Linked DNA regions of Sus scrofa: regions 1, 2 and 3 are each linked to region 4. Evidence: chromatin contacts called from public HiChIP or PLAC-seq data. All regions are on one chromosome and are shown on one strand. Each heading gives the region's core, a stretch centred on a gene start, on an enhancer-like site or on the middle of the called end of the contact. The rest is flanking DNA. Distances are from core to core; before and after follow the strand shown. Region 1 has its middle 60 kb from the start of OAT. Region 2 has its middle 110 kb from the start of OAT. Region 3 has its middle 42 kb from the start of OAT. Region 4 has its middle 19 kb from the start of CHST15.

Region 1 (5,899 bases), core at 3,113-5,612, 200 kb after region 4:
ACAGGCTAGCCTGACCCCTGGCAGGAAAGGCAGGCCAGCCCCGTGTCCCTCTGAGAGGCGAGGAAGGACGATGTCTCGGATCCCACAGTCAAAGCCCCTCGACCTGCCCTTGGCAGCAGAGTGGAAGCCATGCCCTTTCTTGCCTGGATGGTCACTGTTTTAGCCCAGGCTGCTTAACAACACCAGAGGGTGGGTGGCTCAAACAGGAGGACTTCACTGGAGGCTGGAAGTCCAGGCTCAAGGTTCTGGGGTGCTTGGTGTCTGATGAGAGCCCTCCTCCTGGCTGGCAGATGGCCTCCTTCACGCTGTGTCCTCACAAGGCCGAGAGGGAGGTCATCTCTCTGACGGCTTTCCTTACAAGGGCGCGAACCCCACCTGGGAGGGCTCCATCCATATGCCCTCCAAGATATCAAGCCATCTCCAAACAGCATCACACTGGGGGTTAAGACGTCAACGTATGAATTTGGGGGGAACACAGTGCAGCTGAGATTGTGCGCTAAGATTGTGTCACCTCCTGTCCAGACGGGGACGAGGTGACATCCCAGGGCGGGAGAGTAAAAAGGCCCACTTTACACCTGGGGGTGTGCTGGGCCTCCGTCACTGCATTTGTTCATTGCTCCAGCAATGTGAATGAATGAGAGCCAATTACTCCAGTCCCGGCCAGGCTGCTGCGGGCAGCAAGAGCAGAGCCAGAAGGACCCCATCCTGCCCCCAAGACCCTACAGTCCTCCATCAGATGCCATCCTGTGTTAGGACACCCTGGTGGACACCGAGACTGGCCAGCATAAGGCTTGGGGTGGCCTCTCAGTGGACTGATGGGCCCAGGGTCCCCCCTGCCACACGCTTCCCCTCTGGGTACCAGGTGGCGGGGAGCTCAAGACTGATGGGAACCATGACAGTGACAGTACCATTCTGGGGCCATCACAGCTGACACTGTACACACTTCACATGCAACCTGACTTCTGGCCTTGGGCCAACCCCATGAGGTACAATTATCACCCCCTTCTTCAGAGCTGAAAAAAACTGAGCCTCGAAACTGGGCTGTAATGTCCCATGATGGTCAGTTTAGATCTGACCTGAGTCTGAGTCCAGATTCTAAGCAGCTCTTTTTTTTTTTTTTTTCCTGCTCCACTCAGCCCCTGAAGCCGCCCCAACCCCAGGGCCTGAAGCCAGAGGGAAACGCATGCTCTGACCATGGCACTTCCCTTTTTCCTGGTCAGGAATCTCAGTTCCTCTGCGGCTGCACACCGGCTCATTTTCATGGGAACGTAGGGTCAAAGCTGGGTCTGCAGGGCCATGTTTGCATCTTGCCCCATCCTTGCACAGCTTCCGCTTTGGAAAAGGAGGCATTTGGGGGCCGTGACCTGCTACTATCCCATGTCTTGAGCAAGTGTGCTTTCCACATCGAATTGTTTACTCTCAAAACATGTCTGTTTCTCCAGACTCACTGGTGCAATGCCCTCCCGAGGCTGCGGGCTTCCAGGGAGGCACAGGCTGCAGGTCCCACCACCTCCTGTCCCAGCTTCCCCTCCTCAGGCCACACCTGGTGGAGGCTGAGGCCACAGCAGGCAGCCCAGGGCAGTGATGCTACCCCCAGCCCTCACGTGGGTCCCACAGTAATGGTGCTGGGTGTGGTCTGCAGCTGCCACCGAAAGATCCCCCGGCCCCTGCCTCCTTCCCTGGTGTGGAGAGTCTAGCGCCTCCCAGGCCCTGCAATGCATGGGTCCAGAGCAACAGCAGCAAGAGCGCCCGCCTGCCCCCTGGGAGCTTCAAGACACAGCCAGGTCCAGGGCAGGGGCTGTCCCGGCCTCCAAACTGTGGGCACCCCAGGGGTCAAGCCCTCCCAAGGAGGCAGCTTGGAGAGGCTGCAGGGAGCACCTGCTGGGCCACCTTAGCAAGTCACGTGGTCTCTGATGCTCCATGTTCTCACCTGTGAATGCAGGACCGTACTCACCTGTCACCCCTCACTCACAGCCAAGATGATCAGTGCCCTTCACTGCTGACTCTGGTTTCCACGAAGGCTAGAAATGTGCGGACCGAGAAGAATTCGCCCACCAGGGCACCAACCACTGAAATCATGTAGCTAAATATTAATTGATGTTCATGAAGTGCCTTCGCATCCAGCTGGAATGGAGCAGGGATACCCCACAAACTCTGTGAGGCGGATGCACCCAGAGAATGTGTTCACCAAGCCGTAGGGGACCAGGGGACACCCACATCCCTCCCCCATCACTCAGGGCCTCCATGGCTTCAGGCTGATCTCAGGTTACGGAACGTGGTTAAGCCTGAACCTGGGGCGAGGTCACCACGCCTCATCCAGCACTGAGGGCTCTTTATCACATTTTGTCTCCTGAGGGCACAGAGGTAGGTGGCTGGGGAAACTGAGGCAGCCTCTACGGCATCGCTCTGGGGGATCGGAAACCCCCAAGATGTGGCCCAAGGAAGGCAGCTCGCCCTGGACCAGAGATGATGGAGATGCCAAAATGCTCACCAGCTTCAAAGCCTGGCCTCAAAAGTGGACTCAGAGCAGGGGCGTCACCTACAAAAGCGCTGGAGGTGCCCTGCCCAGAACACTAGAGGGTCAGCACAGCACCAAGGGCCTGCACGGTCTCCTCCCGCACACACCCCCTCCCTCCACCGCACCCCCCAAGCGGCCTCATCCCAAAGTGTAAGTCAGAGAGCAAAGGCCCAGGGAACTCGTGAAGGCCACGCGTCCGCGTGCTGCCGTGAGAGGTGGCCGTTATCAGCAGGAAAATGATCTGCTTCCTACACGGTGACCTAGAATTAGGAGGAAGAAGCCAAGGCAGGACCAAGCGCTGGCCCCACCAGGACCCTGGTGGACCCAGGCATTAAGGGGAGTTCCGCTGAGGCTCAGCTGGTTAAGAACCCGACTAGTATCCACGAGGATGGGGGTTCAATCCCTGGCGTTTGATCAGTGGGTTAAGGATCCAGCGTTGCGGCCAGCTGCACAGCGTAGGTTGCAGATACAGCTCAGATCTGGCGTGGCTGTGGGGTAGGCCGGCAGCTGCAGCTCCGATTGGATCTCTAGCCTGGGAACATTCATATGCTGCCAGTGCGGCCACACAAAGCAGAAAAAATAAAATAAAAATAAAAAAGACATCAAGAAAGTTGGCCCAGAGGACAGGCATGTCAGGGGCCCTCCGAGGTGAGCTGTCCCTGGCCAGGTTGGCTACTGATGGAGAACGAGAAAAAATTGAGACCGTCCAGCAGCCAGGCTTAGCCTCTGGCTGGAACCCACAGGCCTGCCAGAGCTTGCAGGCCTGACTCAGGGGCGTCACCACGTCCAAGGTCACAGGGTCACCACATCCCAGCGTTACTAAGTCACAGCCTTACCACTGGTGCCTCTGGAGGGTTTTCTGGGTCCAGGCCATGGCAGCCGAGAAAATATTTTCCGCAAAGCCATGCCCAGTGACCCACCAGAATCCCCCCGCCCACATAAACATCCCTGGATCCCCGCAGCCCGTCAGCAGGAAAGGTTCATGTGCTTCCCTTAGGGCTTCAACTCTAAACGGTGCCCAGAAATTTTTATAGATCTATTTTTAAAATCAACTCTGGGAGAATTTCCTCATCAGCAGCTGTGGAAGCACAGCCGGGTCCAGGAGCAGGACGACCTGGCCAACCTCCAGCCCCTCCGCCTTCGTCAAACCGTCCCCCTGGGCAGAACACATGTCCCCCCACGCACCACCTCTGCCCGCAGAGGTCATTTCCTGGCAACCAAGACAGCCAACAAGGCTTATCCTTTGCCCCCAAGGAAGCCTTCAGAGCCAGCTGCTTTCATCCAACCCCCCATAAGTATGCTCAGCCAGGGGCAGGCTTCCAGCAGAAGCACCAGCCCGAAGGTGAGCACGGCATACTTTAAAATCCCAATCCGGGAGTTCCCAGTAATGAACCCGACTGGTATCCACGAGGATGTGGGTTCGATCCCTGGCCTCACGCAGAGGGTTAAGGATCCAGTGTTACCGGGAGCTGGGGTATAGGTTGCAGACACGGCTCAGATCCTGCGTGGCTATGGCTGTGGTGTAGGCCAGCAGCTACAGCTCCGATTCGACCCCTGGCCTGGGAACTTCCATAGGCCGTGAGTGTGGTCCTAAAAAAAGTAAAAATAAACAAATGAAATAAAATGCCAACACCACCTACTTCCAGGGCCCTTGAGGCCCAAAGAAATAGTTTCTCTGTCTGAGTTTCCAGGTCCCCAGGGGTCAGGGAGCATGAGAAGGACAGCTCTTGGTGCCAGGCCTGTGACATCATTTCCCCTCCGCATCTGGCTCTGTCACTGTGGAGAAGTTACTTCCCTTCTCTGAGCCTCAGCACCCTCCTCAAAATGAAGGGATAGCACTGACCCCTCTAGCAAGTTCAGCCCAGCCTCCCGAAGCTTGGAGACACGGCTCGGGCCACACCCTGTCCTGGGCCAGGCTCAGCAGGCCTACGGCAAACATTGGCTCCTGACCCCGCAGCCCCCGGCCTGAAGCCTCAGCACCAGAGGAAGGCTGGAGAAAACGGTGCTCTTTTTTTTTCTTTTTTCTTTTTAGGGCCGCACCTGCAGCCTGCGGACCCAGGCTAGGGGTCGAATTGCAGCTGTATCCACCAGCTTACGCCATAGACAAAGCAACACCAGATCCGAGCCCCATCTGCAATCTACTCCGTGGCTTGTGGCCATGCTGGAGCCTTAACCCACTGAGCAAGCCAGGGATCGAACCCCCATCCTCATGGACACTAGTTGGGTTCTTAACCTGCTGAGCCACAACAGGCACTCCAACAGCGCTCATCCTAACAGCCTCAGGAGCCCTCCTTTGCGGATGCTCAGGCCCTGCGGACTGGAATCTGCTAGAATGGTGGATCCAGACTGAAGGGAGCCAGTCCCCGGGGACAATCTGTCCCCACAGGGGCTCCTTCCCCAGGTTGTACAGCATGAGCAGAGGCCCCGAGGGTGGCCTTGGGTCAGTAGGAGCTGGGCCTCACAGGGCGGCAACCTTCTCAGAAAATCCGGAGCACAGCAGCCCCTGGGAGGACTTTGGTCGGGGGATGAGTCCTGGGGTGTTCGCTGCTGGGAGCAGAGAGAGCAAGACGGGCTTTTCTGGGGGAGAAGGACAGTCCTAATGGCAGCCTTTCTGCAGGACATCCTGGCAGCCCGAAGTCCTAGGCCTGGCGCGGGTCTCCGTGCGCTCTCGCCAGGCTCACTCACTTAAAGGTTGATTTCGGCCCTTCGGCAGGGGACGTGGCTGTGGAAGATGCCAACAAGAATCCTGCCCTCCAGAGCTTGCAGACAGACACAAATCAAACCACCAGATGAAAAACTCACCCTCCGTGATAAGCGCTCCCCCAGGGAGACAGAGAGGGGGGTGCCCAGGACGAAAACGACAGAACCTCCCAAGGAAGAGCTTCCTGAAAAGATGCTGGGCCAGGACTCGCAGGTGAGGGGCCCACCCGGCCGAGGGCAGGGCCACAGAAGCGTGGGTGCCCAGGCTCAAGGTGGGATCATAGCTAAGGTCGAAGGAGCTCTTACCTACACCAGGCACGGGTCCCAGGCTTCACAGGTAGTGTATTTCTCTCCAAAACCCAATCAGGGAGCTGCTGCATTTACTCTTCACTGATGGGGAAACTGAGGCACGGTCCAGTTAAGGGACTTGCCCACAATCATGCCACTGGAAATGGAAGCTGGATTTGAACCCGAGTGATCCGGCTCCGCAGGTGGTGCCCCGTCCAAGGTCACTCTGGCCCAGGAATGGCGTGGCTTGCCCTTTAGCTCAGCCCTGAGGCCAACCTGGGTGGCTCAGGGCAGATCCCGAGCTCTGGAATCTGAAGACAGGGTTCAGCTACTCCTGCAGCTTGCTCCTAAAATCAGAGCTGCACGCAAGGACACTATCAGAGCCTGAACACC
Region 2 (5,980 bases), core at 3,083-5,582, 160 kb after region 4:
AGTAACAGAGGTGACGGTGGGTCTGGAATCTGGCCTAACCACCACGTTACAATGGTGCCTCTCAGTGGACATTATAGGACTCAGGACTCCACTGGAAAGAAGTGACCAAAACCAGAATAAACCAGCTCAAGTATTAGCTCAAGTATTGAAAAGAAAAGAGAAGAAAAGGAAAGAAAACAGGGAGAAAGAAGGAAGGAAGAAGGAAAGGAAAAGAAATGAAAGGAAAGGAAAGGAAAGGAAAGGAAAGGAAAGGAAAGGAAGGAAGGAAGGAAAGAAGGAAGGAAGGAAGAAAAGAATATCTTGGATAATGAAAAGGAAAACCAAGGGTTCTGCTTCAGGCACAGCTGTATCCAGGTGCTCAAGTGACCTGTGGAATTCACTTCCCTTGATTTCCCACTCTACTTTCCCCCAGGTAGGCTCTATTCTCAAGCAAATTTTCACACAGGTGGCAAAGACAGTACCAGCACTTTAGGCCTAGGTTCCACCAGTCTGACAACCCTCACAGAGCAAAGATTCCTTCCAGCAAAATTTCCAGGACTGAGTCTCACTGGTCAGGCTTAGGGCACATCTCCTGAACCCATCGCTGTGATCTGAGGGAAGCCTGATCTGAGAGAAGAGGTGTATTTCTCCAAGGAAAATTAAGGGACCATTTCTGAAGAATCAATAATGGCTCCTGGGCAGGTAGAAACGTCAGTGGTCCTTTCCACATGTGTGCATATCATCTGCCACAAACCCAGACTGAGACCCGCGGGTCCACAGAGGGGCTGGCAAGGGGTCACTATTTGTCCAGCATCACCGCACACATCTGCCAATCTTGGAAGGAGCCAGAAATCAACATGGGTCTGCAGCCATGGCATCTGCGTTTCTTCCCTGCTTCTGGCACCCCTGGTCATGTGGCCTTGGAAAGTGACCCTAACATGCTTCAGTTTCCTCATCTGGAAAATGGGAACAATAAAACCTCACATGTAGGCTCGCAGTAATGATTGCAAGAGGATCTGGGACAGGTCAGGGGCTCAACTGATGATTTTTAAGAGATCACCTGCCAGCGGGTGCCCCCACTTCTGGAAAGCCCTTTGGGCGTCTGAGTTGAGGACCAGGGGACATCAGCACAGCAACTCCTATTTGCTTGAGCTTTGGCAGGCTTTAATGAAAAGAAATCAAATAAAAGCCAATACTGGGACTTCCTTGAATCTTTTCCAAAGCATTTGACTCAGCAGTGGTGAAAATGCAAAGAGAGCCAGTCCCGCCAAGGCAATGGCTGGCAAAGATTAACTCGAGGGTTCCAGAGGCCCAGAGCCCGGGACGTACCCCCTCTGGGGTCTCTGAGAGGCCAGAATGCAGGAAAGAGAAAGGCCATTCAGCCATAGCAACCAGCAGTGTGAGGGCCCATCCAGCTCTGGACCTGGGGTTGGGGGTGGCCCTTAGGAACACCACATCAAGGAGGTTCCTGGAGAGGGTGCCAGGGGACCTGAAGCCTTTGGGGAGCTAACAGATGCACAGTGCCTTCTGGGCGTTTTGCACTCTGGAGAAAATGTGGCATCAAAACGTTAGGAAAATCTCCCTTTGTGTAAAATGGGATCTCATGCAAATCTCTCCTTTCAGATGTTTAAAATGTGTCATGAATTGTGTCACTGCAAATTTGCTGCTGAAGGAGGCGTAACCTGGGCTTTCTGTGCAGCCCGTGTCCACATGAGCCAAGCTCCTGGAACAACCACCTCCTGCCATCCATCTCGCTGCAGGAAGGCGGTCTGGAATTAGTCACGTGGTGGGGGTCACAGCAGCTGAAAGAACAGACCCCTGTGCGTGAAACAAAGTCACCCGACGTGGGAACAAGTGACTGTGCTCCAACCTGCTCTCGGCACGCACTGGGCACCCAGAAAACATGTGGGGAGGGGCAGAGGGAGATGGTGGTTTAAATCAGGCCAAATCCAGCCCACTTCCTCTCCATACATCAAGCTTTATTGGAACACTGATTTGGGTACTGGTTTTGGCTTCTTTAACGAGACAGCAGCTGAGTGGGGACGTCGCGACAGATGAGAAGTCTCCAAAGCCTCCGATAGTGACCACCTGGTCCTTCCCAGAGAGATTGGCTGACCCCCGGGTTAAATAAAGTCAAACATGCCTCTTCCTGCAGGACAGCTCAGGGGCCTTTAATGTGTTATATACCCAGTCTCTTGGGATAGAACATGATGGAAGACAGCGTGAGAAAAAGAATGTGCTACTCCACACACACACACAGGTGTGTGACCACATATATATTATATATATGACTGGGTCACGATGCTTAGATGCAAATCAACTATAAAAAAAAGTAAAATTTTAAAAAACAAAATCAAAAACAGCATTATTAGACAGTATGAGTCTGCACACAAGGGATTTCCCAAACTCGTTAAATGGCGAACCTTCCCTTCCCCGGGGCGTCTCTCCAGCCTGTGGTCCACGGGCTATACTGGCCACTGGGCACTGCTGTGGTCTGAGCCTGATGTCCTGGGGACTGAGGTCAGGAGCAGGACGATGCCATGATCAGTGCCCCAGAGTCCTGATGATGAAGAGGAGGGTTCTGAGGTCCCTGAACTTGCCTATCCATCCATCCTGCCTCCCCCAACCATGAGCTGGAGGACCCCTGGGGCTGTGTTCCGGGAAATGTCAGCCCCACCCACTGGAGCCAGGAGGAAAGCGCAGCCCAAGGCAGGAGAGGGAAGGCCACCCACCGGGATGCCCACCAGCAGCATCCTGGAGGAGGAAGCCTCGTGCTTGGTCAGCTGTCCTGCCAGGGGTGTTTGCAAAACGGGACCATTCACCAGAAGCGCCCTGCGATCGTGAGTCATCACTCCTCCCAACAACCAGATGAGGCTGCAGACCCAGACCCTAGCTGGTGCCTTGAGCACTGCTTGTGCACCCAGGGCCTAGGCCCCACCTCTCCCAGCCCCAGGGCACCCAGCTGGCCGAGACCGGCAAGTGGAAACAGCTGCTCCTTCTTCCAGCCTTAGACCCCAGGCATGTCCAGGCATGCACCACACCCGGTGCGACCCATGCCCACGTCCCTGCTGCAGGCCAGGGCAGCATGGCAGGAGCGCCCACTTGCAGGGACACTAGATCAGGAGACCCACAATCTGCACCACAGGACTCATTAGCTTGGGTGAGAGGAATCATGGAGGAACTGGCCAGGCACTACGAAAGAGGGGAAATCCAGGAAGGCTTCCTGGATGGCGTGGCTCCTGAGATGGACCCGCATAGAGAGTATTTACCCACGGCAGCCACATGGATGGAACTAGAGACTCTCATACTAAATGAAGTAATTCAGCCAGAGAAAGACAAATACCACATGATATCACTTATATCTGGACTCTAATACATGGTACAAATGAACCTATCGAGAGAAAAGAAACAAACCCATGGACATGGAGAGCAGACTTGTGGTTGCCAAGGGGGAGGGAGAGGGATGACTGGGAGTTTGGGGTTAGTAGATGCAAACTGTAGCATTTGGAGTGGATAACAATGAGATCCTGCTGTAGAGCCCAGGGAGCTTTATCTAGTCCCTTGCGATGGAGAATAATGTGAAAAAAAGAATGTGTATACATATGCATATCTGGTCACTTTGCTGTTCAGCAGAAATTGACAGAACATTGTACATCATTATAATCTAAAAATTAGAAGGAAAAAAAAAAAGAGTATTGACCCAGGGGACACCAAGGGCAGAAAGAAGTATCAGAGGCAGAGAGGGACAGATCACCCAGGCAGGGAGTGGCAAGCACAGGCCCTTCTAGGAGGGTGTTATTCCCGTCTGCGCAAGGGTAGCCCTGTGCAGGCTGAGAGAGCCTCGGCTGGGCAGCCTGGTTGGGGACACAAGGCCTGATGACAGGAGGGCAACTGCTCGTGGGAAACTTCCCTGTTCAACCCACAGGTGCAGGGGGTGTCAATAATCACGACGACAGCAAAGGTGTCCCCAATCGTCTGTGTGCAGGCGGTGTGCCAGCCGCATGGCAGTGCTGTGTGTGCAGTTTTCTTTGTATCCTCACGACGCCTTTGTGAGGCAGGTATGACGCTTATCCCCGCTTTCTTAAAGAAGCTGAGGTTGAGGAGATGCTTGTGCAGAGAGCAGGTTAAGGATACAGTAGTGCTCTAACTGTGGCGCAGGTGGCAGCTGGCTCAGGAAATTCCACATGCCGTGGGTATGGCTAAAAAAAAAAGAAGATAAATATCTTTAAGAAGGAGAAAAGGAAGAGGAAGAAGGAGAAGGAGAAGCAGCAGCAGCAGTGGCTCAGAGAGGTTAAGTAACTTGCCCAAGGACGCTCAGCCAGGAAGTGGCCAGGACAGGCATTTGAATACAGGCTCTTGATGGCTCTTTCTTAACCTCTTCCTGCGGGGGCAGATAGAAGGCCCAGGGCGTGGGCTACGAGCTGTGCTTGAACGCTATTGCTGAATCATTTCCTCCAGGTGGCCCCACCGCACACTAAGAGCTGTGGGAAGGATCCAACCGCCCCGAGCTGCTGTGGTCTACCTGGTGAGGCCCCTTGGCCAGGCTGGGGACCTCCGGGGAGGCACCAGTGTTTGTGGGCCTCAACCCCACAGCCTGGACAGAGCCAGGCCCACAGCAGGCATCCAGCAAATCACTGTCCAATGGGCAGACAGCTGATTGGCTGTTTGTAAGTGACGAAAATACACTCCATGGCAACCAGCTTTCCTCTTTAATCCATGTTAAAAGACAAAATGAAGCTCTCCAAATATTTGCATGCTCATAATCCATTTTGAAGTTGAAATGTGTTCCCCCCAATTACCCACCATGTCTGGATTCAGAGAACGAATGATATTCCTGTAGATTTCAGCTTCAAGATGGAGCATGTCAAATCCTGACAGTCAAACGAGAGGCACTCCTGAGATGTTCAAAGAGACAGCGGCCCACCCCTGCCAGCTCTCCCACCACAGGAAAGAGGCCAGGAGGGAGAAGCTGGTGTCTCCTCCAGCCTGGTGGGGCTGGCACGGTGGCCCCACCTTCCTGAGTTTCCCCATGAGCCAAACCTTCTTTCCAGTAACCCAGGAACTGATGCAATAAATCTCATGATTACTGATGGTTCCGTGACTCTGGGTGTGGGCTTATTGCCAAGGATTAAACATCTTATTCGAGATGCTCTCACTACGTTCTTGCGAGACAGAAACAGAGAAAGAATGGAGGCCACATGCCACAAACTTCAGGTTGTCCCTGGAGGATAGACTCCCGGGAGATTTGGGGATGGTTTGGGGGCCACGCCCACAGCCTGTGGAAGTTCCTAGGTCAGGGATCCAATGTGTATCATAGCAGCATCCAGAGCTACAGCAGTGATAACACCAGATCCTTTACCCACCGGACCACCAGGGCACCCCCTCCTGGGGGATTTTGGTTTCGGGAAACCAAAGGTCATGTGTTGCCAGGGACCTGCAACTGCCACCCCCCTTCTTCATGAGTGCAGCGGTTCAGCCCAGCTGTGGGGCATGGGGCCAACAGGACCACGGTTGGGAAACAGGGTCAAGCAAGTCTGCTGAGGCCGGGCCTTCAGGACAGGATGGAAGTGGGGAGGCTGGAAGGAGAGAGGTGAACGTTAGACCCGGGACGGGAGACAATAGGAGGTGTCCCTTTGCTAATCTACCCTTGGGGGGGGGGGACAACTTCCCTTTGGATCGGCCTGTGCCCATGCCCACTGCCCTGGTCAGACCCTCTGTCTCCTCCCTCCCTACAGGCTCTTCTCGGGCAGGAGCTGGGTCTGAATCCTTTTTCTCTCTCCCCTGCCCACCCCAGTGTCTTCACAGCAAGTGGGTCCGGAAGTCGAAAGGGAACAAGGAACAAGGCCTCCCCCTCTCAGGATGCCAGAGTTGGCAACCACTAATGCAGGACGCATGGTGAGTTTTGCATTTCAGATAAACATCAAATTAAATTTTTTTTTCTTTTTTTTTCTTTTCAGGGCCACACCCATGGCGTATGAAAGTTCCCAGGCTAGGGGTCAAA
Region 3 (5,800 bases), core at 917-3,416, 220 kb after region 4:
GGTTGGAACCTTGGGCCTGATGGTGCAACCTGCCTGCCCCCAGCCCTACAGCCTCATCCCTCCCCGCTCACCCCCACCCTTCTCCCCTGAACCTCATTCTTCTGTCTCTGACCCCGGCGCCTTCTCTCAGGCTATTCCCTAAGTCAGGACCAACCACTCTCTCCAGGACACTGTGTTGGTTTGGTTCCTCACCTGCTTCCACCTACATTCAGCCAAAATCCTGGGCTCGATCCCCTGGGTATCCCATGCCCAGGTCTGAGCCGCTCAGTCTGTGTTTAGACCAGAAGGGCTGGTTCCCACCTGCCTTGGGGGCCTGGCAGCTACTGCCGGGGAGAGGGGAGGTTCCCAGCTCCCTGGAGGGACCTGACTCCCATCATGGAGCCAACAGAGGTCCGAGAGCTGTCACTTGGCTCAAGATACAAAGCCCTCAGCAAGGCCTGGCCTGTGATGGGGTAGGACGCATGAAGATGCTGGCTAGGACCTCAGCTCGGAGAAGACGGGGCTGGATGTGGCCCAGGACCGTCTGCCCTCCCAGCTGAATGAGTTTGTGTTCGCAGGACACAGGAGCGAGGGCAGTGGTATGAGAAAGACTTTTGCCCGAAATGCCTGTCCAGCAGCCTCCCCGTCACCCCCAGACCCTCTGCGCCTTCCTGACACTGCAAGATCCAAGTGCCCGGGGCTTGGTCCTTGACCCTCTTCTCTTGTCTCTCCACCGTCAACCTTGTGACTCTCATCCAGTTTCAAGACCTTAAGACTCTGTATGTCAGAGTTCCTGTTGTGGCTCAGCAGTTAACAAGCACAACTAGGATCCATGAGGACGCAGGTTTGATCCCTGGTCCCACTCAGTAGGTTACGGATCCGGCGCTATCGTGAGCGGTGGTGTCGGTCGGTCGCAGGCACAGCTCTGATTCAACCCCTAGCCTGGGAATTTCCATATGTAGCAGGTGCTGCCCTAAAAAGAAAAAAAAAAAAAAGACTGGATGTCAAAATTTTCCAGAAGCTCCCGTCTCAGTGGTTAACAAATCTGACTAGCATCCATGAGGACACGGGCTCGATCCCAGGCCTTGCTCAGTGGGTGGGGGATCTGGCATTGCTGTGAGCTGTGGTGTGGCTTGCAGGCGCGGCTTGGATCTGGCATTGCTGTGGCTGTGCTGCAGGCCAGCAGCTGTAGCTCTGGTTTGACCTGTAGCCCAGGAACCTCCATGTGCCTCAGTGAGGCCCTAAAAAAGCAAGCAAGCAAGAAAATTCCCGCATTGACCCTTCCAGCCTGATCCCTTCCCTGAACTATCCAGCTGCCTATTCACACATTTCCACTTGGGTGTCTGACAGATACCTCCGTCAGCCCAAAAATGAGTGGCCCAAAAAATCAAGGTTTTGTTTCTCTCTCTCTCTCTCTTTTTTTTTTTTTTTTTTTTTTGCTTTTTGGAGCCACACCCACAGCATATGGCAGTTCCCAGCCTAGGGGGTGAATCAGAGCTGCCACACACAGCCATGCCAGATCCTTAACCCACTGAGTGAGGGCAGGGGTCAAATCCACATCCTCATGGATACTAGTGGGTTCCTTACCACCGAGCCAGCACGGGAACTCCAGGCCTTACTCCTCATGATTCTCTTGGTTGGGAGCTTGGGCAGGGCTCATCTGGGCGGTTCATCTGCTCTGCGTGCTGTCAGCTGGAGTCACTCCCAAGGCTTCATCCTTCCGGGGGCTCAGCTGGGGCTGGAATGTGGAACGAGGTCCTTCTCCCAGGTCTGGAAGTGGGTGCCGCCTGTGTGTCCACCAGCTTCTCCTCTGGGAATCTCTCCCAGCCACTTACAGCTCAGCGCCTGGCTCCCAGAGAGCAAAGCCAAAGCTGCCGGCTCTTCAAGGTGAGGCCAGGAATGAACACGGCCTCCTTTCCCCCCCTCTCTAGAGATCAAAGCGAGTTACAAACCCGGCCCTAATTCAAGGGCGGGGGAGAGGAAGGGAAGCCTTGGCCTCCTGGTGGAACGGGGGGCGGGGGTGGAACAGCAGGGCAGGGCTTGTCCCCCGTCCTCTTTGGAAACTGTCTACCAGGACGAGCCAGACGCCTGGCTGACATCTGCTCCGTCACAAGTCCTGTTGGCTCCGTTCTCAGAAGCCATGTGGGATCTGACCACTTCCCTCCACCCCCACGGTGCCCAGCCTGGTCTGAGTCACCAGCATCCTTACCCCATTTCCTGGTCAGCCTCCCGAGAGAGCTCCCTAGTTCTCCTCTTAGAGTCTCTTCCCAACACAGCAGCTAAGTTGAACGTTCTAACCTTGAGGTCAAATCATGTCACTCTTCTCTTCACCCCTCCCTGTGGCTTCCTGTTTCCCTGGGAGGGGACCCAAAGCCCTTGGGATGGCCCCAAGGGTGCCTGCAACCCCCACGCACCATCTGGCATTACCACTCTGACTTGGTCTCTGACAATCGTGCCCCTCAGGCCCAGCCCTCCAGCCAGCCTGGCCTTTGTCCATCCAGAGAGCGCCCTGCTGCCTGCGAAGCATTCTCTTCACCAGAAGCAGCTACGTGCAGGGCCCAGTGCAAAATGAAAATACAGGCCCTTGGAGAATCTGCTGTGGCTCAGCAGCAACAAATCCAACTAGGATCCATGAGGACGAGGGTTCGATCTCTGGCCCCGCTCAGTGGGTTAAGGATCTGGCGTCGCCCTGAGCTGCAGTGTAGGTTGCAGAGGTGACTCGGGCCTGGTGTTGCTGTGGCTGCGGTGGAGCCTGGCAGCTACAGCTTCGATTCAACCCCTAGCCTGGGAACCTCCATAAGCCACAGGTGTGGCCCTAAAAAAAATAAAAGAAAGAAGATACAGGCCCTTGTTCCAAATGACTACGATTTGCAAGGAGGCAACAGGAGAGCATTAAACCAAGAGCAAGGAAAAGTGCAGAAGGTATTAAACGTGTAATCTGGAGCCCAGGGTCCCCCAGCCCCGGGAGCCCCAAAGGGCCCGTCAGGACTCAAGGCAGAGCCCAGCAGGATGGGGCTGAGGGGCAGCAACACCAGGGCTCTAATGAGAGGCTCACAAAACCTGTGAGTCGGCCACCGCAGGTCCCAACCCTGCGTCTGAGTCGGGCCAGACTTAACGACCTGGGCTGGAGTCGCCACCAACATAAAGAATCTTGTTCCCAGCAATTTTTACAAGGTGTTTATGGCCCCAGGACAACCTGGGGCTGAGACTCAGCTTAGGAGGCGGCTGCCCAGACAATGGGGACAAAGAGTCAGGTCAGCACAGGGCCCTGCAGAGCCGAGGCCATTCACCCCCTATGCAGGACGGGGGATTGGACCCTCACCCTGTTACCTGGCAGCCCCCCACCCACCACTCAACCTTGAGAAACACCTTCCCCCCCAGCAGACCAGAGTGGGTACCCCACACTGTACCCAGATTCCTGGGGTCTGGGAGGTCTACCCCCACCAGTGTTTAAACACAGCCCCAGAAAACACCAAAAACAAGGGGGTGGGGTCTCTGAGTCACTGCCCCCAACAGCACCAAGGACCCTGGGAATGCTCTCTGCTCCCACAGGCCTCCCCATCAACTCGATCAGCCCACATGCTTCATAACAGTTCATCCAATGTTGCATTCCCGCTACTCAAGCACAGCCGTCACAAGGGTCCAAGGTGCGTGAGCTAAGCGCCCACACGGATGCGATTCAAGCATTTTACTTGAAGGCAGCTACCATTTACTGGGAACTTAACATGTGCTGGACTCGGGGAAAGGGCTTTGCGTGAATGATGTCATTCAGGCCTCACAGCACCTTGGGAGGTAAGCTTATCATCCTCAACCTATGTCACAGGTAAGGAGTCAGGTTTGGACCAGCTTGAAAACACGCCGAGAAGCGATGGGCAACCCCGGATCTGCAGAGGGTAGCGCTGGGCTCCTTCCATCTTGCTGTCCAGGGCCACTCCTCCTGAGAGGCAATCGTGCTACCAGCATAGGGAAGAAGCAGCCTACTCCACCGGGCACAATCAAAGAGGGCTTCCTGGAAGTGGTGATGTCTAAGTTGGGCCTCAAATGATAAATAGGATTTGGCTAAGAAAGAGAAGAGGGAGCATGTGTAGGGGTCCAAGCATAGCAGGCAGGAACTACAGGCATCCTGGCACCGTGATGCACATCCTTGGAGGCACTGATGCTTGGGGTTCTGCCCAATTGTTAGTAATAGTAACAGCGTCCACGCACACAGCCAACGCTTCCTAAGCGCTTCACAGAATTACATTTCATCCTCACAAATATTCTAGAAGCAAAGACACTATTGTTGGTCCAAAGGTCCAAAGACCGAGACCCAGGGATGTTAGGAAACCCACCGACTGCATGATCTCAGGCGAAAGGTGAGGCCAGGTCCACATGGGGGGTTTCATTGGCAGCCAGTACTTATGCCCTCAGTCTCCATGCAGGGAGCCTGTGGACGGGGGCTCGTGGGAGCTGGCGGGGACACACTGGCACTGGGATGGAGAAATCCTGCTTCCACGCCCAGCTCTGGCCCTCGCTTCTCAAGCCCAGGCGAGTGACTTCACCTCTCAGCATCTCCACGATGCCGGGGGATGGCATCTCTCTTCTCCTGGGGGCATCTCTCACAGGGGCAGCAGCGGCATTGCAGCACCCAGCCAAGCGATTTTCTGGCTATGGTAGACCCAAGAAAACCTCATGGTTGTTCAACCCTCGTCCCCAGAACGGTGATTATGTCACTTTACATGGTAAAAGGGACTTTACAGATATAATTAGTTAATAATCTAGAGATGAGAGATCACCCCAGATTACCAGATGGGCTCAATGAAATCACTCAGGTCCTTGTGAGAGGGAGGCAGGAGGGTCAGAGTCAGAGAAGGAAGGATGGAAGCAGAGATCAGAGTGCTGGGCTTTGGAGATGGAGGGAGGCACTGCCATCCATGGAATGCAGGCAGCCTTGGGAAACAGGCAAAGAACGTGGTCCCCCCACCTCCCCCCCCCGCCCCGGCCCCCTCCCCCGAGCCTCCAGCAGGAAGGAGTGGCTCACAACCTGACATTCACCCTGTGCGCCTGACTTTGGACTTCTGACCTCTGGAACTGTAAGATAATAAATTTGTGCTGTGTTAAGCCACCAAGTTTGTGGTAATTTATTACAGCAGTGAGAGGAAATTGATATGCTGGCTCTCATACTCTTCTCACGTGGGAGGGATGCCAGCTAGTATTCCGCACCCTGGAAATTTTAAAAAGTGTGCCCTTTGGGCAGAGCAAAATGATTCCAAATGCTGGTCCTTGAGTTAGAAAACAGGCTTCAGGAGTTCCCTTCGTGGCGCAGTGGTTAACGAATCCGACTAGGAACCATGAGGTCGCGGGTTCAGTCCCTGCCCTTGCTCAGTGGGTTAACGATCCGGCGTTGCCGTGAGCTGTGGTGTAGGTTGCAGACGTGGCTCGGATCCCGCGTTGCTGTGGCTCTGACGTAGGTTGGCAGCTGTAGCTCCGGTTGGACCCCTAGCCTGGGAACCTCCATATGCCGCGGAAGCGGCCCAAGAGATAGCAACAACAACAACAACAAGACAAAAAAAAAAAAAGAAAAAGAAAACAGGCTTCAGGAGTTCCCTTCGTGGCATAGCAGAAACGAATCCAACTAGGAACCATAGGGTTGCAGGTTCAATCCCTGGCCTCGCTCAGTAGGTTAAGGATCCGAGGCGTTGCCGTGAGGTGTGGGGTAGGTTGCAGATGCAGCTTGGATCTGGCGTGGCTGTGGCATAGCTCCGGTTAGACCCCTAACCTGGGAACTTCCATATGCTGCATGTGCAGCCCTAAAAAGATAAAAAAGAAAACAGGCTTCACG
Region 4 (5,872 bases), core at 1,377-3,876:
GGATTGAACCTGCGCCACAGCATTGACTCAAACCACAGCATTGACTCAAACCACAGCAGTGGCAACACCCAATCCTTAACCTGCTGAGCCACCAGGGAACTCCTATTTTGGTCTCTTGGCAGCATTAGGCACCTGTGATCACCCTTGTCTGGGAACTCACCCCTCTCCCTCTCTGCCTGGTCCACTTCCAACACCTCTGGCCCTTCGCTATCATCCTGCTCCTCCTCAAGTTGCTTTTTAAAGATTCCTCCTGAAGCCCCTTCTCTGCTCTCTGCACGATTCCGGGCAACGTTCTGGGCTTTGTTTATTCAGTCAACAACTATCTGGGCACCCAGCTGGGCCAGGCACTGAGAGAGGCCCCCAGAGGTACCAGCATTACATTTGCATAGAGGAGGCAGATGGTCTGAAGGAAAACATGTGACTCAGGAAAGCTCCAGCCCCGAAAGTCGGAACTCTTTCCCCAGTTCTCCTCAAGGGGGGGATCCAGCACAGAACTTCAGCATCCCAGGCCCCAGCCCCACTCAGCTCTGAGACCCTAAGGGGGACACGTTGGCTCCGAGGCCTCAGTTTCCCTGTTTGTAAGATGACAAGGTTGGCCTGTCATCTAGTCTCCAGATCTGCACTGTCCAGGAAAATTTTCTGTGATGACAGACGGGTCCTATACCCCGCTGTCCAATCCAGCCGTCACTAGTCACTTGGAGGTATTGAACCCTGGGGAAATTAAACTTTAATTTTATGTAATTTCTATCCATTTAAATTGGCACCTGTGGCAAGTGGCTGCTGTATGAGACAGTGTAATTCTCACTGCCCTTGACCTCATCCATAATTTTACAAAAGTATTAGCCAATATTGCAAGAAAGTGACCTAGAAATCCTCTGAGTTGATGAACAAAATAAAGAAACAGAAACTGCCAGGAGTGAAAACAATTATGACTTTTTTTTTAGTTATGATTTTTTTTCCGTTTAACCAGAATGCTGGTTTATAGCATTCTGTCAATTTTCCACTGTACACCATGGGGACCCAGCTACACATACATGTATAGATTCTTTTTTCTCACATTAGCATGCTCCATCGTAAGTAACTAGATATAATTCCCAGGGCTATACAGCAGGATCTCATTGCAATTCTGACTTTTAAATAGATTGTTTCATGAGGACACGGGTTCGTTCCCCGGCCTCGCTCAGTGGGTTAAGGATCCGGCATTGCTGTGAGCTGTGGTGTAGGTCGCAGACTCATCTAGGATCCCAAGTTACTGTGGCTGTGGCTGTGGCGGCTGCAGCTCTAATTCAGCCCTTGGCTTGGGAACTTCTGCATACCCTGGGTGTGGCCCTAAAAAGACCAAAAAAAAAAAAAAGTCAAATGGGTTATTTCTTCTTCCCAAGGTGAAGACCCCACCCCAGGTGAGACCCAGGGGAGAAACCCTGACCTCATCAGGTTATTGATGCTCTTTGCCGGCTCCGTGTTAGGATCCATTGGCAAAGATTTTCAAAATCACCAATAACCAGGTCCCACCTCAAATAAATAAAGTCAGAATCTCTGGGCCTAGGCTGGGCCCTAGTCGTGTTTATAAAGCAACCCCTGCCCCCCTGGATGTGAGGCCAGCGTTTTGTCCTACAACCTGCTGAGCTGGAGGGGAAACCCGAGCTGGAGAGGAGATAGATGACTGTGTGGGTCATGAGTTTGTCTCAGAGCCTGAGCTGGACCCCAGCTCCCCAAGCTTCCCGGGCCAAGCAGCCTTTGACACCAGGCTGGTGGCACCAGACACTGGGACCAGCGTGCAGTGCCCATGGAGAGGGCCTACACGCTGGCTCATCCTGTGACAGAGCCATGGCCCAAGATGGGATCCGGTCCTCTGGTGTCCTTTTAACTTTCCATCAGCCTCTGCGTCCACCAGCACATGCTGACATGCTAAGGCATAAAGCCATATCCCTTCCCACTGAAAAGTATTATTACACATTTGTGGAAGATAACTCCCCACTTGTCACTTTGTAAAATAAGAGATTTCCTGTGTATGGAGAAACAGATTCACATCTGAGCTCATTCCAGGCACAGAGAGACCCAGCATCTCTGCACCCACCAGCTTTGCCTGAAGGGAGGGAGGAGGGTGAGGCTGGGGGAGAAGGAGAGGGGAGGGGAGGGGGAGGGGAGGGGAGGAGCCGTCTGTGCTGGAACAAGGTCCCCCTCAGGCCGTAAGGATGGTCCTCAGGGCAGGGCTGGTTCTGCTCAGCTTCCTGGATCCCTGGGCAGAGACGGCTTCCTTGGAGCTGCTTGGTCAGGCTGAGCGTTTTGGGGTACCTCAGGTGCCCAGGTTGCCTTCTGGGGTACAGATCCAGCCCCCTCTCCATCCCGCTCAGGGCTCCCTCAACCCTGGAGCCCTGTCCCCACTCTTGGCTACTCCCTGAGCCCTGCTGCACCCGCCCTCAGGCCCAGCAGTGGGTTCACGCCCGGCTCCTGGTTTGGGAATGTTTCTTTTGCTGGTTTGCTTGATTTCCAAAGTCAGCCTGGTCTAGGGACTGAGCCCCGGTCGACCTGACCTCAAACCTTGGCTTCCCCACTTCACAGCTGTGTCACACCCTATCTGAGCCTCCACTTCCTCATCTCTAAAATGCAACCTCCTCCCGGGAGGAAAGAGCTGAGTCAGCACCGTCCTGGGCACCCAGCAGGAGCCCCACTGTGCCCATCGCTTTCCCTACTCCCCCCACCTGCCAATCATCAGCTTCCTCGGGGCAACGTGGGTCCAGGTCTTACTTCCTTTGTTTTCTCCTGAGCATTTCTCCGCAGGCTGGCAACAGCCTGGGGACGCAGGCATTCTGCAAACACGTGTTCAGTGCGTTGCAAATATTCAGAAGGTGAGGATGTAGGATGGTTTTCTCTCTTAGTGTCTCCCCCAGGAATTAGAATTTACAGCCGTCTTCCCCTCACTGCCAACCCCGACAAGCAGACCCATCTTGCAGCCATTTCCTCAGTTACACACACACACACACACACACACACACACACACACACACACACACACACACACACACACGGAATCAAGCACATCCTCTTCAAACAATAGGAGGAAATGAGGGGGGGCTGGACCACTGTGGGAATAGCGCAGAATCCTTCAGATGCCTTGTGTTTTAGATGCTGCTGGTGTGAAGAGGAGGTGGCCCAAGAACAAGCAGTCTTGACAGTGAAGAAAAACAGGAAATGATGGTAGTGGTGGTGATGGTGTGTGCGTGCGCGCGTGCACGCGCGCGTGCGTGCGTACTGCCTGTGGCGTGAGCTCCATTCATGAATGCGGATGGAAGCAAGGGCATGGCCGCCCAGGAGGCTTTCTGACCCCCTGGAGTTCTCCAGGCAGAAAGGGCACCCCCAGAGTTCCCACTGTGGCACAGTGGGTTAAGAATCCAACTGCAGTGGCTCAGGTTACTGCAGAGGTGTGGGTTCAGTCCCTGGCTAGGAATTTCCACATGCCATGGGTGCAGCCATTAAAAAAAAAGAAGGGCACCCCTAAGGGTGGGAAGATGGGACCCAGGTGAACAAGAAGATGTTAGTAATTCTGTAGAAGACGCAGGGTGCCCGGATGCCCAAGACTTAAGGATGCTCTCTGGGGAAAGCTGGTTTCCATTTCTCTCATGGAGGAGCTTAGGTTTTTGATGTGGTCCCTGATGAGAAAAAAGAGACAAGGCTTGGGAACTGTTGATGAGGAGAGAAAGTCCCGGGATCCTGCCTCCTCATCCTGGCCCCTCTCTTGCCTTGATTTGGAGCAGAACCTGCACAGAGAACTCGGAACGGGATTTCAAGAGTCTGCGAATTCACGTGGAGATGGGAAGCCATGGACTCAAATCTCTGCCTCTCTGGGTCTCTCTCCGTCTCTCCATCTCTGTCTCTGTCTGTCCCTGTCTCTCTTTCCTGGACCACATGGTCGGCCTCCTCTCCAGTTCTCCTTTGTCTCTTCTCCGATCGACCACAGGACCTACCACCTTGCAGTGAGAACGGCCATGGCGTGCTGACTCGCTGGGCCTCGTCCTTCAGCGAGTAAACATCTGTAAACGTGCCTGCTGTTTGCCAGGCGCTGTGAGGCGCTCAGACACTGCAGGAGCTGGCCATGCCCACCCTCCTGGGCTTACCTGTCATTTCAGTCCTCTAGGGAAATACTTTGGTCCATGGCCTTGGGTCCCTGTCATTCAGGTCCAATCAGCTATAGCCCATAGCAAGAAGTCACGTTAATACCAAAACGACTCAACTGGAACCTTCCTGGGGAGTGCACATCGAGAGAATGCATCCGAGGTGATTCTGACCCCAACGCGGATCCCAGACCACGGGTGTCTAGACACAATTTAAGACTTTATGGAAATGAGACCCGCAGAAAGGTCATTGTACCAGGTCACACAGCTAGTCAGAGGCAGGGTGGGACCAAAACTTTGGTCTCCTCTTGCCTAATTGATTCTGTGACAGAACTTCCCGCATCCACGATTCCCTGTAACCTTCCTAAACTTCCAATGCCTCTAACATCGGGACATTAACGGAAGAAGTGTCCCTTTGTTGAGAGGGTTTAAATATGACCAGGTTGTGTAAACATATTTTGAGAAAACTGATACCTCACGTGGGGTCAAAGCAGTCTGTTCGTTTGCTTCTATCTTTTCCGGCTCCAATGGCCTGGCCCCTCCTGGCCCCTCCTGGCCCCAAGGGTCTCTTCTCTTTAGAATGCTGCCTGGGCCTTTGCTTCCCTGGCGGGAGTTCCTTTTGCCCTTATTCAGTACTCGGGAACCACACTCTCACAGCAAACACACATACACACCACATCCACACACACCACACCCACCACACCCACAGACTGCAGGTACCTCACATCACACCGGCACACCGTACAATATACCCCTACCCACCACACACACACACACACAACACACAACACACACCACACAACACACACAGCCCTACACATGCATATATAAAACACACACACACAAACCATGTATACACACACACACACAGTCTCACAATCATCCAGCACGGCTGGAGGATGTGCATCCAACTAAATCAAAAATCCTCGGTTGGTGAGTTTCTCCCTCGGGATGTGAGGTTGTAGATTCTCCACGGCCTCACTCACATCCGGGGTACAATCCCATGTCCTTGAGTTCTGACACCTGGAGACGACCACCTTCTCGTGGTGACGGAAGATTGAGTTCTGCAGGGGGCGCTGCCTCCTGGGGTCTGTGGGCTCCAGCCTGGGCTGCAGCCTCTGCAGGTCTTCTCTCTGGGCATCCAACAGGCCCCCTCAGGCTGGCAGAGGCGCTCCCCCATGCCCAGGCCTCGCTGGAAGCCCAGTGTCAGGGGTCCCAAGAAGACCCTCAGGGGGCCGCGCCTCCGTCCCTCACATCTGCACGGCCGGCTCCAGATCTCAGGTTTGTTCCAGGCCCGGGTCTGCTCAAAGTCTGATTTCTGGATGGGGGGGTATTAAAACACCTCCATGCGGCACATTAACTTGCTCTGGTGGTACAGCGGCTAGTCTTGGTTCTATACTAACTTGACCCTGGAGTGCACTAACTAGTCCTGTTGATCCCTGACTTGACCCGGTCATACAGTGACTAGACTAACTTCTTGTTAGTGGACTAACTTCTCTGGCTATTCTCCGGTTGTCACTAGCATGCCCTGGTGGTATAATAACTTCCCTAGCTGAAGACTAACTAGTCCTGGTTGAACTCTAACTTGCCCTGGTGGACATGCAACTTTGTGCATCCTGTCTCTCTTATCCAGCTCCCAAACCAACCATGACCTGTTGGACCCCCGTGGACCTTGACCCCCTGGGAGGCGGCCTGACTCGCCGCCCCAGCTCAGCACCCAGTGGGTCCTGGCACCCCAGAGGTGTCTCCTACAGTTCTAG

Evidence for each region. HiChIP or PLAC-seq counts read pairs in DNA pulled down with a chosen protein or histone mark.
Region 1: an H3K27ac HiChIP or PLAC-seq map of alveolar macrophages shows a contact between it and region 4. The contact joins two enhancer-like sites. A contact is called at or near these places in 2 of 2 datasets of contacts at active chromatin or transcription factors (alveolar macrophages and skeletal muscle).
Region 2: an H3K27ac HiChIP or PLAC-seq map of alveolar macrophages shows a contact between it and region 4. The contact joins two enhancer-like sites. A contact is called at or near these places in 1 of 47 Hi-C or Micro-C datasets (embryonic fibroblasts) and 2 of 2 datasets of contacts at active chromatin or transcription factors (alveolar macrophages and skeletal muscle).
Region 3: an H3K27ac HiChIP or PLAC-seq map of alveolar macrophages shows a contact between it and region 4. The contact joins two enhancer-like sites. A contact is called at or near these places in 4 of 47 Hi-C or Micro-C datasets (brain, embryonic fibroblasts, fetal skeletal muscle and 1 more) and 1 of 2 datasets of contacts at active chromatin or transcription factors (alveolar macrophages).

Annotation. Positions count from the first base shown.
Region 1 is chr14:133,761,774-133,767,672 of Sscrofa11.1, forward strand. No RefSeq gene overlaps it. Among named protein-coding and RNA genes, the nearest start is that of OAT, 60 kb to the right of the region's middle. Within about 2 kb of position 4,363, at least 17 of the 83 cell types and tissues checked have an H3K27ac peak or open chromatin away from gene starts, as enhancers often do. A contact at or near this core is called in alveolar macrophages, where this site is marked.
Region 2 is chr14:133,715,094-133,721,073 of Sscrofa11.1, forward strand. No RefSeq gene overlaps it. Among named protein-coding and RNA genes, the nearest start is that of OAT, 110 kb to the right of the region's middle. Within about 2 kb of position 4,333, at least 13 of the 83 cell types and tissues checked have an H3K27ac peak or open chromatin away from gene starts, as enhancers often do. A contact at or near this core is called in alveolar macrophages, where this site is marked.
Region 3 is chr14:133,780,170-133,785,969 of Sscrofa11.1, forward strand. No RefSeq gene overlaps it. Among named protein-coding and RNA genes, the nearest start is that of OAT, 42 kb to the right of the region's middle. Within about 2 kb of position 2,167, at least 12 of the 83 cell types and tissues checked have an H3K27ac peak or open chromatin away from gene starts, as enhancers often do. A contact at or near this core is called in alveolar macrophages and retroperitoneal adipose tissue, where this site is marked.
Region 4 is chr14:133,561,310-133,567,181 of Sscrofa11.1, forward strand. No RefSeq gene overlaps it. Among named protein-coding and RNA genes, the nearest start is that of CHST15, 19 kb to the left of the region's middle. Within about 2 kb of position 2,627, at least 16 of the 83 cell types and tissues checked have an H3K27ac peak or open chromatin away from gene starts, as enhancers often do. A contact at or near this core is called in alveolar macrophages and retroperitoneal adipose tissue, where this site is marked.